2 separate regions of the Ctenopharyngodon idella genome follow, and region 1 is linked to region 2. Evidence: chromatin contacts called from public Hi-C data. All regions are on one chromosome and are shown on one strand. Each heading gives the region's core, a stretch centred on a gene start, on an enhancer-like site or on the middle of the called end of the contact. The rest is flanking DNA. Distances are from core to core; before and after follow the strand shown. Region 1 holds the start of si:ch211-284k5.2. Region 2 holds the start of LOC127507311 (GRAM domain-containing protein 2A).

What was found. A called contact is a pair of places that touch in the nucleus more often than the background predicts.
Region 1: a Hi-C map of muscle shows a contact between it and region 2, with 4 times the contacts expected there. The contact joins the promoter of si:ch211-284k5.2 here to the promoter of LOC127507311 in region 2. A contact is called at or near these places in 2 of 2 Hi-C or Micro-C datasets (both in muscle).

Annotation. Positions count from the first base shown.
Region 1 is chr24:4,913,190-4,919,592 of HZGC01, forward strand. It overlaps si:ch211-284k5.2, which reads left to right and starts at 3,597. Exons shown (of 5, transcript XM_051884224.1): 1 at 3,597-3,739; 2 at 4,064-4,144; 3 at 5,334-5,452; 4 at 6,202-6,385. The coding sequence starts at 3,647.
Region 2 is chr24:4,779,192-4,785,776 of HZGC01, forward strand. LOC127507311 (GRAM domain-containing protein 2A) reads right to left here and starts at 3,035. Exons shown (of 12, transcript XM_051884301.1): 1 at 2,775-3,035.

The sequences.
Region 1 (6,403 bases), core at 2,347-4,846, 130 kb after region 2:
GAACACCCTATCAATTCCCTAGCAACCACTTACATCACCCTGAACATAGCCACCATGAAGTCCCCTAGCAACTTGCATAAACACCTATAGCAATACCCTAGCAACCACTATAAACATCATAGCAACCACTATGAACGCCCTAGCAACTACCCACAATACCCTATCAAGCACTATGAAACCCTAGTAATGCCCTAGCAACCACTATAAACACCCTATCAAGCACAATGAACACCCTAGCAATGCCCTAGCAACCACTATAAACGTCCTAGCAACCTCTATGAATGCCCTACCAACCACCCACAATAGCCTATCAAGCACTATGAAACCCTAGCAATGCCCTAGCAACCACTATTAACACCCTAGCAACCACTATGAACACCCTATCAAGCACTATGAAACCCTAGCAATGCCCTAGCAACCACTATAAAAACCCTAGCAACCACCCACAACATCATAGCAACCAATATGAACACCCTATCAACGCTCTAGCAACCACCCACAACACCCTGAACACAACCACCATGAACACCTTAAGAGTCCCCTAGCAACTTGCATTAACACCCTAGCAATGCCCTAGCAACCATGGTGAACACCCTAGCAACCACCCACAACACTCTATCAAGCAAACCCCAGCAATGCCCTAGCAACACCCACAATATATATTTTGTATGTTTAGCACAGTATATTTGTTTTACAGTAAACTTAATTTTTTTTACACAGCCTCCTGTAACAAATTAATACATTTCTGTCACAATATCGCTTATATCACAAAACAGTCACCATATGTGGACCTTTCCTCACTTCTACATATCTTGAGTAATTAAACCATAGCATTGTTTTTTTTTTTTTCTCGAGTTATTGTTTGAACAAACACTAACACTGAAATTAACTTTGCAACGTCGACAATGTTACAGAAATGTGCTGTATTATAATGACAATATTGTGTTCTGTAGAGCTGAATTAGCATTTAATCATTTTATAATTAATTAATTTTACAACATCAACACATTTGTTTTCCTAATGTGAAGCTGCTTTGAAACAATCTGTATTGTATTTAACGCCATATAAATAAATATGACTTAAATGTCTGCAACCGTTTTAACAAACAACGTGGCAGAAATACCTCAGATTCTTTCCTTTAGACGCTGTTTTCACGCTGTCTGTCGAGCAGATGTTTATTATGCAGCTAAACGCACGTTTTCATGGAAAAGCCGTGAAATTCAGCACTGTAATCAGGAAAGGCTGGTGTTTTTCCCTGGGTCTCTGCAAACTTTACAGGACTGCAAAACAAAGATTCTTCCAGTAGGATCAAATAATGAGGGAATCGCGCCACCTGGTGGTCAAAAGAGGATCAGCGGGTGTCAGTACTTCCTGGGTCTTCAGATCAATTCTATTTCAATTTGTCCTATTCAGGAGGAGAGACTTTCTCTGGCTTGTTTTATTCAGCTGTTTCAAGTCAGATTACTCAATAAAGCTGCACGGCACAATTCTGGTAGACTGGGGCAAGTTGTCACATGTTTAATTTCTGACCCTTTGTGACTATTCCCCCTTTAGAAGGACTAAGTTGTTTTGAAATATGAATTAGTCACAAGGCCTGTATCTCTATTTATGAGCTTTTAAATCAAATATCCAGATACACATATGCTTGCTTTCAAATTTTACTAATCCTTATATTTTGTAATTTAATGCTGATAGTTAAAACGATGTTTGTTTATATTTTTCATTTTTGCTGTTACATGAATTCTCTTGTGTTTCATAATTGTCTATGTGACAACATGCCCCGCTATAGCGCTCAATGTATGTTAAATGAACCATTTTTTTTCTAGGCAGTGCTCAATGAGTTTTTTGTACTTTCAGTTTTGTGTATATAGAAACTAGGGTAAAAAGTGTGACAACTAGCCCCGGTCTTCCCTGCAGTGAATTCCCTCTTATGACCCTCTTTCGACTCTCTCCGCTCCACCTCACAGTGTTCATTGAGCTCAGTGAAGTCAGTGGGCTGTGAACGCTTCACTTCATGGACACCTGATCTCTTCTGCTGGGATACTGGTGCAGGAAGGTGAGCCGTGATGCCATGGTAACAGATCCAGGCCTGTGGGGAATATCAGACCAGCATTCCCAGTGACATCTCAATTCAACAGAACACATTCTGAAATCCTGAGTTCTGAACATTCTGAATTCTAACATTTTAGAGATTCTAAAAGGGGAAACAGAACTCTAAATTCTATCATTCTTTTAAGTCAACATGAAGCGGAAGTAGATTTTTCTTCTCTATTGTGACGTATATCCGAACGAAACGGTGTCATCATGACAAATCGGGTCCTCCCTCAAAATCGGGTCTCTATCAACTATCAGTTAATGATACTGAGTACATACGAACAATATTAATTTAAAATATGTATAGCTTACTATATAGTGCATAATCAAACAAATTGAATGTAATTTCTTTCACCTGTTAATTAATTAAAAATAATAATAATAGCCTATTAAGTGAATAAATGAACATTATTCTTTTTATAACTGAAATATTTGGACATTTGACACTTAATTTAACAATTAATTACATTAAAGATGATTGTGAATACATGTAGGGTAAGTGCAAATGCGTGTAAACTAAGCCATCAGGCTATGCTAGTACATACGCTAATACAGACATTAATGTTCATTATAACGTAGTTCAAACAGCATTTATCATAACATGATTTTGTAGGAATTTAAATCAGGTGCTAAAGAGAGTATTAAAAGTAATTTGAGCCAATGAGATCGCTTGGGGTCCTAACAGAGACACGATTTCGAGGGAGGACCTGATTTGCCACCACAATGGCTTCTCAAACAAGAAAAAATGTAGGGCGGGGCTTAATTTTGTGCATGGGGCATTGATTTGATGCTTGTTGTTTGCTATTGGTTGATCTCATGTGAGTGACAGGTTGGTTGTCCAGAGTATCAGAGAAGAGAAGAAACATTTTGATTAAAGATTACGAGGCATATTAATAAAATAACAATAATAAAAAAACAACTGCAATATTAAAGAATGGTCATTTTTGATTTCATAGTGACTTAAAGGCTAAAATATGACTCAAAGTGTTACTTGTTTTTACATAAAATCATTAAATGTCAAAAAGAAATAGTACCTGACCATAAACCGCAACGCGATCTGATGGAGCGACCAGAGGGGCGTGGCCTCACAATTAAAAGAATGATTGACATATTACGCAAGCAGGGGGGGTCGCATATCTCTCTAATTAATAAACTATTACTTTAGCTGAAATATTAATAAATTGAACCGTTTAAATTGTGTTTGTTAAATATAAAACAAAAAATAACACGATTAACGGTTATAAATACTTTATTTATACCACAAAATTAAAGCTCCAACACATTTTTTCCTCAGAAGGATCTCCAAATTGTTCCTCAAATCACTCATCGACTGTCACGCTGCCCTATAGATCAAAATTTACTTTTAAACATTCTGGTCTGTTGGTTTTACCAACAAAAACACATGTTTATGTTGCTAAGGGTGGTTGCTAAGGATAATACACCGATCTTTTAATATGACACTGCTGTTGACCAATCAGCAACAAGGGCCAGAACTGCCCGTTTTATAAATAGAAACACGACGAACACCCATCTGTTAAACAGAAGCCAAGTGATGCACAAGTCCTACCAGCCTCTGAAACCTGCGACCAACAGATTCCTGCAGCAGAGATGGGACCAGACACGATATGAAGACCACCGCTGCAAGGTTTGAGCGTGTGATGCGTTTATTTGCTTTATTAGCATGTTTAATATAGCGCGAAAAATAATTTGGGCCGCTAAGACCGACTTTTATACTTTAGTACTTCGGTGCAGAGTTATTTTAGTATCACTGAGATACTATTTTTTTTATTAAAAATAGTTGTTTTTATATTTTTAATTAAAGGTTTATTAATTCTGTTGTGTTTTTGTCAAGTTTAGCATGTCCAGGATAATGATGCATTAGCTAATGTGTTTATTATAGGAAATAAACAGAAACATATATATATATATAACGTTATATGGTGATTTTCTCTCTCTATTTCTTTCTAAGGTGAGAGAGGCCAAACCTGTGGTTGACACCAAGGGCATCCAAACACCTGTGCATATTCAGCACAAACTGAAGAAAGTCCAGGTGTCTGATTAATTAATATGTAAACAAGAATTTATTTACAAATCTATTCTATTGCAACTATTACAACAGATTCATATGTTAGTTTATAGACGAATTCATAATCAAGGACACTGAAAAACATTTGGTGTAGGACGTAAAGGATTAGTTCTGTTCAGAATTAAAATTTCCTGATAATTTACTCACCCCCATGTCATCCAAGATGTTTATATCTTTCTTTCTTCAGTCGAAGAGAAATGAAGGTTTTTGAGGAAAACATTCCAGGATTTTTCTCCATATAGTGGACTTCACTGGGGTTCAATGGGTTGAAGGTCCAAATGTCAGTTTCAGTGCAGCTTCAAAGAGCTCTACATGATCCCAGACGAGGAATAAGAGTCTTATCTAGAGAAACCATCGGACATTTTCTAAAAAAAATACAAATTATATACTTTTTAACCACAAATGCTGGTCTTGCACTGCTCTGCGATGTGCCGCGCATTACGTAATCATGTTGGAAAGGTCACGTGTGACGTAGGCGGAAGTACCGCGGTAGGGCGAAAAACTCCATCTCATTTTCTCCAACTTCAAAATCGCCAGACATCGTTGTTTTACCTTTTTTTGTAAAGGCCGTTTGACTTAGTCTTTGCACGTTCGCTTTGTAGACACTGGATCGGTACTTCAGCCTACGTCACGCGTGACCTTTCCAACGTGATTACGTAATGCGTGGCGCATCGCAGAGCAGTGCAAGATGAGCATTTGTGGTTAAAAAGTATATAATTTTTATTTTTTTTAGAAAATGGCCGATGGTTTCTCTAGATAAGACTCTTATTCCTCGTCTGGGATCATGTAGAGCTCTTTGAAGCTGCACTGAAACTGACATTTGGACCTTCAACCTGTTGAACCCCAGTGAAGTCCACTATATGGAGAAAAATCCTGGAATGTTTTCCTCAAAAACCTTCATTTCTTTTCAACTAAAGAAAGAAAGAAAGAAAATAATTACAAAGAAATGGCAAGTAACACACTGAATGTGCAAACATGCAATTTTAAAGCAGAAAAACTGAAATATTTTCTTGTTATTTACAACTTTTATACAGTGTATAACTGTTAGTTGACAGAAATGATTTTGTAAGTACTACTGCATTACCATGATGTTCTTTGAAGTAACTTGGAGTACATCAAATGCATGTAAACAATGAGTTTCTGTTGTTTTCAGCTGCAGGAAGAGAGGATGTCCATCATAGAGAGAGACAACCACCTCCTGGCCAGCAGACTGGCTGCGATCACTCGCTCGAAAGGACTGGTGGACCACAGGAACCATTACCCACAGTATAGGTGCTCAAACATCGGTGTTTAGCTGGTTAACATAGTAACACTGTGACCTGGTTAGGAGGTGTTTATTCAAGCTGGGTTTCAGTTGTCTGATCTCCCGCGGCGTCTCATGTCATCTCCGGATCTCAAACTGACAGGCTGAATCATTAATGCTCGGCTGTTGACAAAGCCTTTATGAATTATTGAGAGACACATAACCTATTCTCCATCATACCTGAGGGATCCTGTAGTTCGGCTGAGGAGTGTTGTGGTTGCACGGTTTGCGCTTTTCTACAGTATCATGATAGTAGGATTGGTGGTTCGTCCTTGTTTAAAAAAGGTTTGACTCGTGCTCGATTTCATGCACAATTTCTTCAGAAAATGTAAAAGCCAGATCTGTAACTTTAGTTTCATTAATGTACTATAATATTTTTTTTTTTTTACTTTATTTAAAATATTTTTATATTTTTGTTTTCATTTTAGATAAAGTTTTAGTACTTTTGTTCTGTGTTTTTGCCATTTTTATTATTTTTTTAATCTATATAATTTTTTATTTTTATTTCCATTTTATCTTTTATTTTAGTACATTAAGGTAAGCAAAGTTAAAATGAGAAATCTAGCTGAAATAAAATAAGTAATTTTTATCTATTAAATATACATATATAAACTAAATAATATTTAGACAAAATAAACAAAATAATTATTTAGAAATAGCCAAAATAAACTATTTTTAAATAATTTATTTTGTTTCAAGTAATGAAAATGTTTTACAGTTTGAACGCACAGAAAAGGAAGGAGAAGCTTCTGCAGGTGACTCATGAAAACCAGGAGATCTATCAGCGAATCATGACGCAGAAATCTGACTACAGGAGGGAACTCTGGGAAGAAGACTGGGAAAAAGTCAAGCGAAGGAGAGATGACATCGCACGCTATCCTCGAGGAGTGACCAATAAACAGGTTGATCCTAATTCACAT
Region 2 (6,585 bases), core at 1,785-4,284:
ACCGTCACATGCCTATCACTTTGTAAAGAAACACTACATGGCTATAGACTGAACACGTAATACTCATGTGCCTGACGTCACCGTTTTCACAAAATCGCATTTTTGTAGTTTACGCAGAGACGATAACAGTATCGTTTTCAAAAACGTGAATTTTCAGGCCACCGAAATGGCGTTGTTGTGTAAAAGAACGGCTAAAACGGAGAGAAAAAGATGCGTTTTCAAATGAAAATGTATTAGTGTGGACAAGGCCTGTGTAAGCATGCACTAGATTGACGTGTTTGACTGTTGCGCTCGCATGTTTTGCAGCATCTCATGCATGACACGGTATTTTAAAAACGTGGTGCTCAAGTTAAAATAAGTTCAATTTTCTCTAGACCTTGTTTTTTCATTCCAATGCACTGCCTATGTTTTTAACCGACCTTACGCATGCATTCTTACAAGCATGATATGCCTGAAACGCAGTCAGTTACGTCGTCAGTTAAAACATTGGTTGATTCTGAGAGGTTTAGACATTCATATCTGGCTCTTTTATGGTTATCTGTTGAAATTAATATACTCTGACAAACTAGCTGTTGCCACACATGCTCTGATGCATTAAGCATGTATTTAAGTAAATGTGTTTCTCAACACAAACACATGACTTTTGCTTTTGCAATTGGAGTCAAGTCTTACCAATTGACTTGCAGCATAAACAGAAGCTGAACTGTCCGCAAAACCACATAATTCACATTCACTGCAACATCATAATGAGTGTTTCACTTCAAACGCGGTGTGTACAGAGCACACACATTACCACACACCAGGTTCATATTCTGAGCACCATTCATCTTTTGTCTAATACAATAATATCAGATTTTAATAGATGCTAATTATAGCCGTAATACACAAAGCGGTGTGTGTTTACATGTTTAAGCTCTCGCTATAAGCATCAGAGGTCAACGAATGTCAACAGCACTTAGTGCCACTGGAAACCAACGTCACAGGAAAAATGAACAGTCTGCTTTTTCTGTTCAAGGTTGTGTAACTTGTGCCAAAACAAACACCATTACAGCCAATGCAAAGGGTTTGGTCTATTTTTAATGGTATAGATAACATAAGAGGTTATTTAATACAGTTAAAGGACGACTATAGATGACCGCAGAGAGCTAAAAAGCTCAAAGACTTGAACACAGAAGAGCTGCGGCGCATTAAACTACTTTCCTCCTCTCTTCCCAAGTCAGCGGCTGACCATTAACTCTTTCAAACACAAAACTGAATGTATTTAACTCAATAAAACACCAGTTTTTTATTTCTATTGGGTCTGTTGCAGAATTTTCTCCATGTAAACATATAGGTAACACCACAATGAAAGAAAACACAACTAGCCTTAAGTGTCCTTCACAACTAAATATCTATAAAAATAAAAACAAGCTAGTCTGATATTTCATAATGCATAAAATTAACCCTTTGATGGATGACATCTACAGTGGACAGATCTTTAAAACCATTCTTATTATTACATTGTCATAATTGCATTTGACTGCAATCTTAATCTTTATTTATTTATTTTCTGACACACTCTAAAAAATGCTGGGTTAAAAATAACCGAAGTTGGGTTAAAAATGGACAAACCCAGCGGTTGGGTTAAATGTTAATAGTTTTAACTCAACTATTGTTTACAAAATTACTGTATTGCTTGCTTAAAACGAAACCAAAATAGGTTGGAAATGAACATTTTTTAATACGTTTAATAAATAATAATCAAATAATAAACATATTAATAAATGTTCACCTTTTGATTATTACTGTAGCCTCTAGTAATTGTGTCTGATTTTTACTTTCCAACCTATTTTGGGTTCATTTTAAGTCAGACATATAGTTATTTATAGTAATAATAGTTAGGTTAAATAAAACTGCCCAGCAGGTTGGGCAAACATTTAACCCAAACGCTGGGTTAAAACAACCTATTCACTAGGTTTGTCCATATTTAACCCAACTTGGGATGTTTTTAACCCAGCATTTTTTAGTGCGCAGCATTCAACATAGGGAAAAAAAGTTGTAATGTTTTGTCTTTTATGGCAGTGGACAGATGTGTACACTTACAAAAAAAATAAAAAAATAAAAATAAGATAAATAAATATATATATATCAAAAAGTACCATGGTATTCTGCAATGTAAATACTATAATACATAGATTTTAGTACCATAGTACTGGAACAGTACTTTTTGTAAGGTTTTTTCATTCAAAATACATAATTTTGTAAATATATATATATATATATATATATATAAGATTTTTTATATTTTTTATATAAAAAATATATAGATTTTTTATATTTTATAGATATATATATATAAGACTGGGAAATGTATTTTTAGTTTAGTTTTGAAGTAAACAAGAAACATTAAGAATTTCGTGTCTTTCTGATTTAATAATTCGCGCGTATAACATTAGCAATTCTTACAATGTCCTAAAATTTGGATTCATATAATATTAGTTTACGAAATTATCGCATGCTAAGCATTAAATAATGTTTTTAATGATTTAATAATGAATGCCGGTGTCACTATAAAGTGTGCTCGTGCGCAGAAGGAGTGAACTGTGTTGGTTTTGGGATGAAAACACTGCAAACGTGGCAAAGAGTTTCGCTACTAAAAACCGGAGAGTGACGTTCATTCACCTATTTTAAATCCTAAACATTCAAAAATCCGAGTCTAAAATCTCATAATGTATCCAGTAATACTGTACCGAGTAACAATATATGGAAGCGGACATGATGTGTGGGTCTCTTACCTTCAAACAGAACTCCAGTCCGTCATTTCACTGCAAACACAGCAGATGTGTTTCTCCATCGGGGTCCGCGTGTACATTCACGTATGATTATCGAATATAAACATCACATGATCATAAAAACCCGAGAGTATGTCGCTCTTCAAGGGCACGAGCGCCGATCATAACCGTGCAACGGGAAATTCTGCAGACCGGTTGCGACTTGTTGCTCAGCCGTGCAGTCGCAAACGGGGCGTGGCTTATCCAGTCGGCTCCGCCCCCTTGCGTTGCTGCTGCTGCAGTCGTTCTTCAAGCACGTGGACGGATGTACCTGCGAGCCCTTGTGTAATAGCGCTTGCTCTGTAAATGATGTTACAGGCAGTTTAATTAGAAGAAGGTGATGGGACTGGGGCTAGCTGACACACATTTCTTTATCTTAGTTTCCTTTTATAGTTTTATGGATTTCTTTATAAGCTCTATCTGTTTTCATGAGCAATAACGGTCCTCCCATCTTCATAAGCGTCATACACTTAATATGCATATCAGCAAAACTAACTAGAACTTTAATGGTATTATTTTAAAGGGATAGTTCACCAAAAAAACGAAAATTATCCCATGATTTACTCACCCTCAAGCCAGGTGTATATGCCTATCTTCTTTCAGATTAACACAATTGGAGATATATTTAAAAATTTCCTTAGTCCTCCGAGGTTTATAATGGCAGTGAATGGGGGGCCGCGTTTCGAAGTCAAAAATAATGCATCCATCCATAAAAAAAAGTAATACATATGACTCCAGGGGGTTAATAAAGGTCTTCTGAAGCGAAGTGATGCATTTTTGTAAGAAAAATATCCATATTTAAAACTTTATAACTTCAAATAACTAGCTTCCAGCGGAAGACCATACGGAGAATGCACAAGTCGATTTGCGGCGGAAGAATGTCCTTTGACCTGATGCACAACGTAATGACGAACGCGGAGGCGCAGAGGATAGAGCAAAACATATCACCGGTCGTGGATTTTACGTCTAAAACGATAATTAAAGAGAAATGTGGGAGGATTTCGATATAAGAGAAGAGGAGCTTGAGTTTGTTGCCCAGCTGTATTTGTTTGAACTGCGAGAGGTGTCTAATGGGGCGTTCACACCAGACGCGACTTGCGTGAATAAAACGCACTATTCGCGTGTAGTTGGGCGCTTGAACATTGAGTTTACTCGCTTCATTCACGCGTGAAATTCACTTCACAACAGACGTGAATTCGCATCATGAGAGGGGCTTCTGCCAGGCAGCTCCAGTCTCGTTTCTGCACACTTCCTCTCAATAAACACATCAACTCGTCAGCTGGAAAGTAGTTGTAAAATACGGCAAATAAGCTCAATTTGCCGGCTTTAGCTAGCTTGTAGTCTCTCTCTATATATATATATATATATATATAGCTCAAATTGTGTAAAGAGTGTTTTTTACAACTTACCAGATTGTCCGACCTCCTCACTCTCTTTCTTCCAAGCAAGATCCTTTTTACTCCTGTTTCTATAAAACTACGAAGATGTATCGTACAGCTCCGGGTATCCTCGTACAGCTCCGGGTATCCACATACAGCGATGATTTTGTCCTCCATTGTTGTTTCGGATTTCTGCCTCCGCTCGCTACATCGTAATCACGTCACTACTAGAGCAAGCTCCTGATTGGTTAACGCGACGCGAATATTCACCAAAGTTCAGATTTTTCAACTTGCGCGATTCGCCCGAAACGCTCAATTCGCGCTGCCTCAGTTGCGCCGCAGGATGTCTATCGCGTCTTTGCATTGACTTAACATGTAAATCACTCGCACTTAATGCATCATGCTTCTGGTGTGAATGCACCATAAACGTATGATACTCCTACATGCACCGCGTCAGAGGATTACTCATTTGGCGCAAGTCGACTTGCACATTCTGTGTACGGTTGTCTGCCGGAAGCTAGTTATTTGAATTTATAAAGTTGTAAATATGGATATTTTCGCTTTAGAAGGCCTTTATTAACCCCCTGGAGTCATATGCATTTTTTTTTTTTTTCCAAAACGCGGCCCCCATTCACAACCATTATAAACCTTGGACGACTAAGATATTTTTAAATATCTCTCCGATTGTGTTCGTCTGTAAGAAGATAGTCATATAGGATGGCTTGAGGGTGAGTAAATCATGGGATAATTTTCCTTTTTGGATGAACTATCCCTTTAAGCACAATGCAAACAAGAATATGGCAATCATTCAGTACATGGCATATACAGTAGCCTAAATAAATGTACCATGCTACATTACACTTTTCTAAAATCTTATATGCACATTCCTGCAAGGCGATATAAACAACACAGTATTTTAGATGCACATCAGCTCCTGCGGGTCTCATACAGTGGGCTGTTTGTATTTGGCACACCACGCGCTCACAAGGACTGCGAGAGAGCGCGCGCCTTGAATTCTAATCGCGCACGTGCCTCGCATATAAAGCGACAAAACATCACGAGTGCTTCATAAGCTCTCACACACAATCTTTTTGGGTTGACGGTGTTTAACATTGAACAAACGTTACATGTCATGTGTAAAATATGCTTTAACCGCTTTAAATTTCGCGAATATCAACACGTATTTTCAATGGACACTGCATGCTTTGTTGTATTCTGTCTCTCTGTATGAGATTGATTCTCCTCCAGCGCTCACGCGGGGTTTCCATGGCAACTGCTGGATCTTCAAGCATGCGCGGCTTTTCATTCCCGCGCTGGTCACCTGATGGCGCGAAGCTGCACTAAAAAGTACCTCAGAGGCCTTAAACTGGGTTTTAAGAAGTAAAACGTCTTTCCCGGTTTTACATGATACATTTTTATGATAAGAACTAGGTTTATACTTAACTTTCCACAGGTTTTAGTATCTTTCCCAACCAAAAAGTTGGACGTCGGTCTAAAGAAAGGAAGACTCAAGAACGAGGTACTTCATATACCACTTTCACACGAGTTTTTCTGCTTTATTTCACATTGGGTGCTTATTAGATTAGAATTTTCAATAATTTAAATAAATAATAACAGGAACGAGGCACTGAGTTATACTTACAATTCGTCCAGCAGGCTGTATTGTCTTAAGATCTTGTATCACGAAATATTATGGAGAGATATTTTCAATGTTTGAAACCCAGGCACATCAGAGTATTAGCTTAGTAGACTGTAAATATATCCCTCATAGCCTCGTTTTTATTCGCGATACATTAAATATGGCGTCCGTACACAGATATAATCAAGGTGTCACACGAACATGCCAATGAACACAATTTTTTTTTTCCCTCCCGAAACAGTTTATTGTTAGTCTACAAAAGTCGCTTCACAATTGGTCAAAGATAAAAGCAGGTAAAAGGCGGCCCTCTGCCGGTTAAAACCGGGTACTGTTTTTTTGTAAACTAAGTGTGGCTAAGAAAGAAAGGAGAAATTACACCTTTTCTCAGGTCTTCAACTCTTCATGTCTTATATGATAGTCTCTCAGATTGGCTTGGTTTATAGTTCAAAGTGCCTGCTGAGGTCTGGATCTTCACCTTGTTTTCTATGCCGCTGATCCCTTTTTTCCCCCCAGATGAACTTCTTATAACCTAAATTATTTAGTTTACAGTGAACTGGACTATAATCTACTCAGCTACTTGAATAGACACAGCTATATTCAATAGAAAGGCCAAGAAGTGCACTGTAACACTGAGGATAAATTGACTTTTTAGTCAATTTTAGGGTGTTCACACTTGGCAGGATTGGTTCGATTAAATCGAACTCTGGTGTGATTGCTCTGTTAGTGCGGTTCGCTGAGAAGAACCCTGGTGTGCACG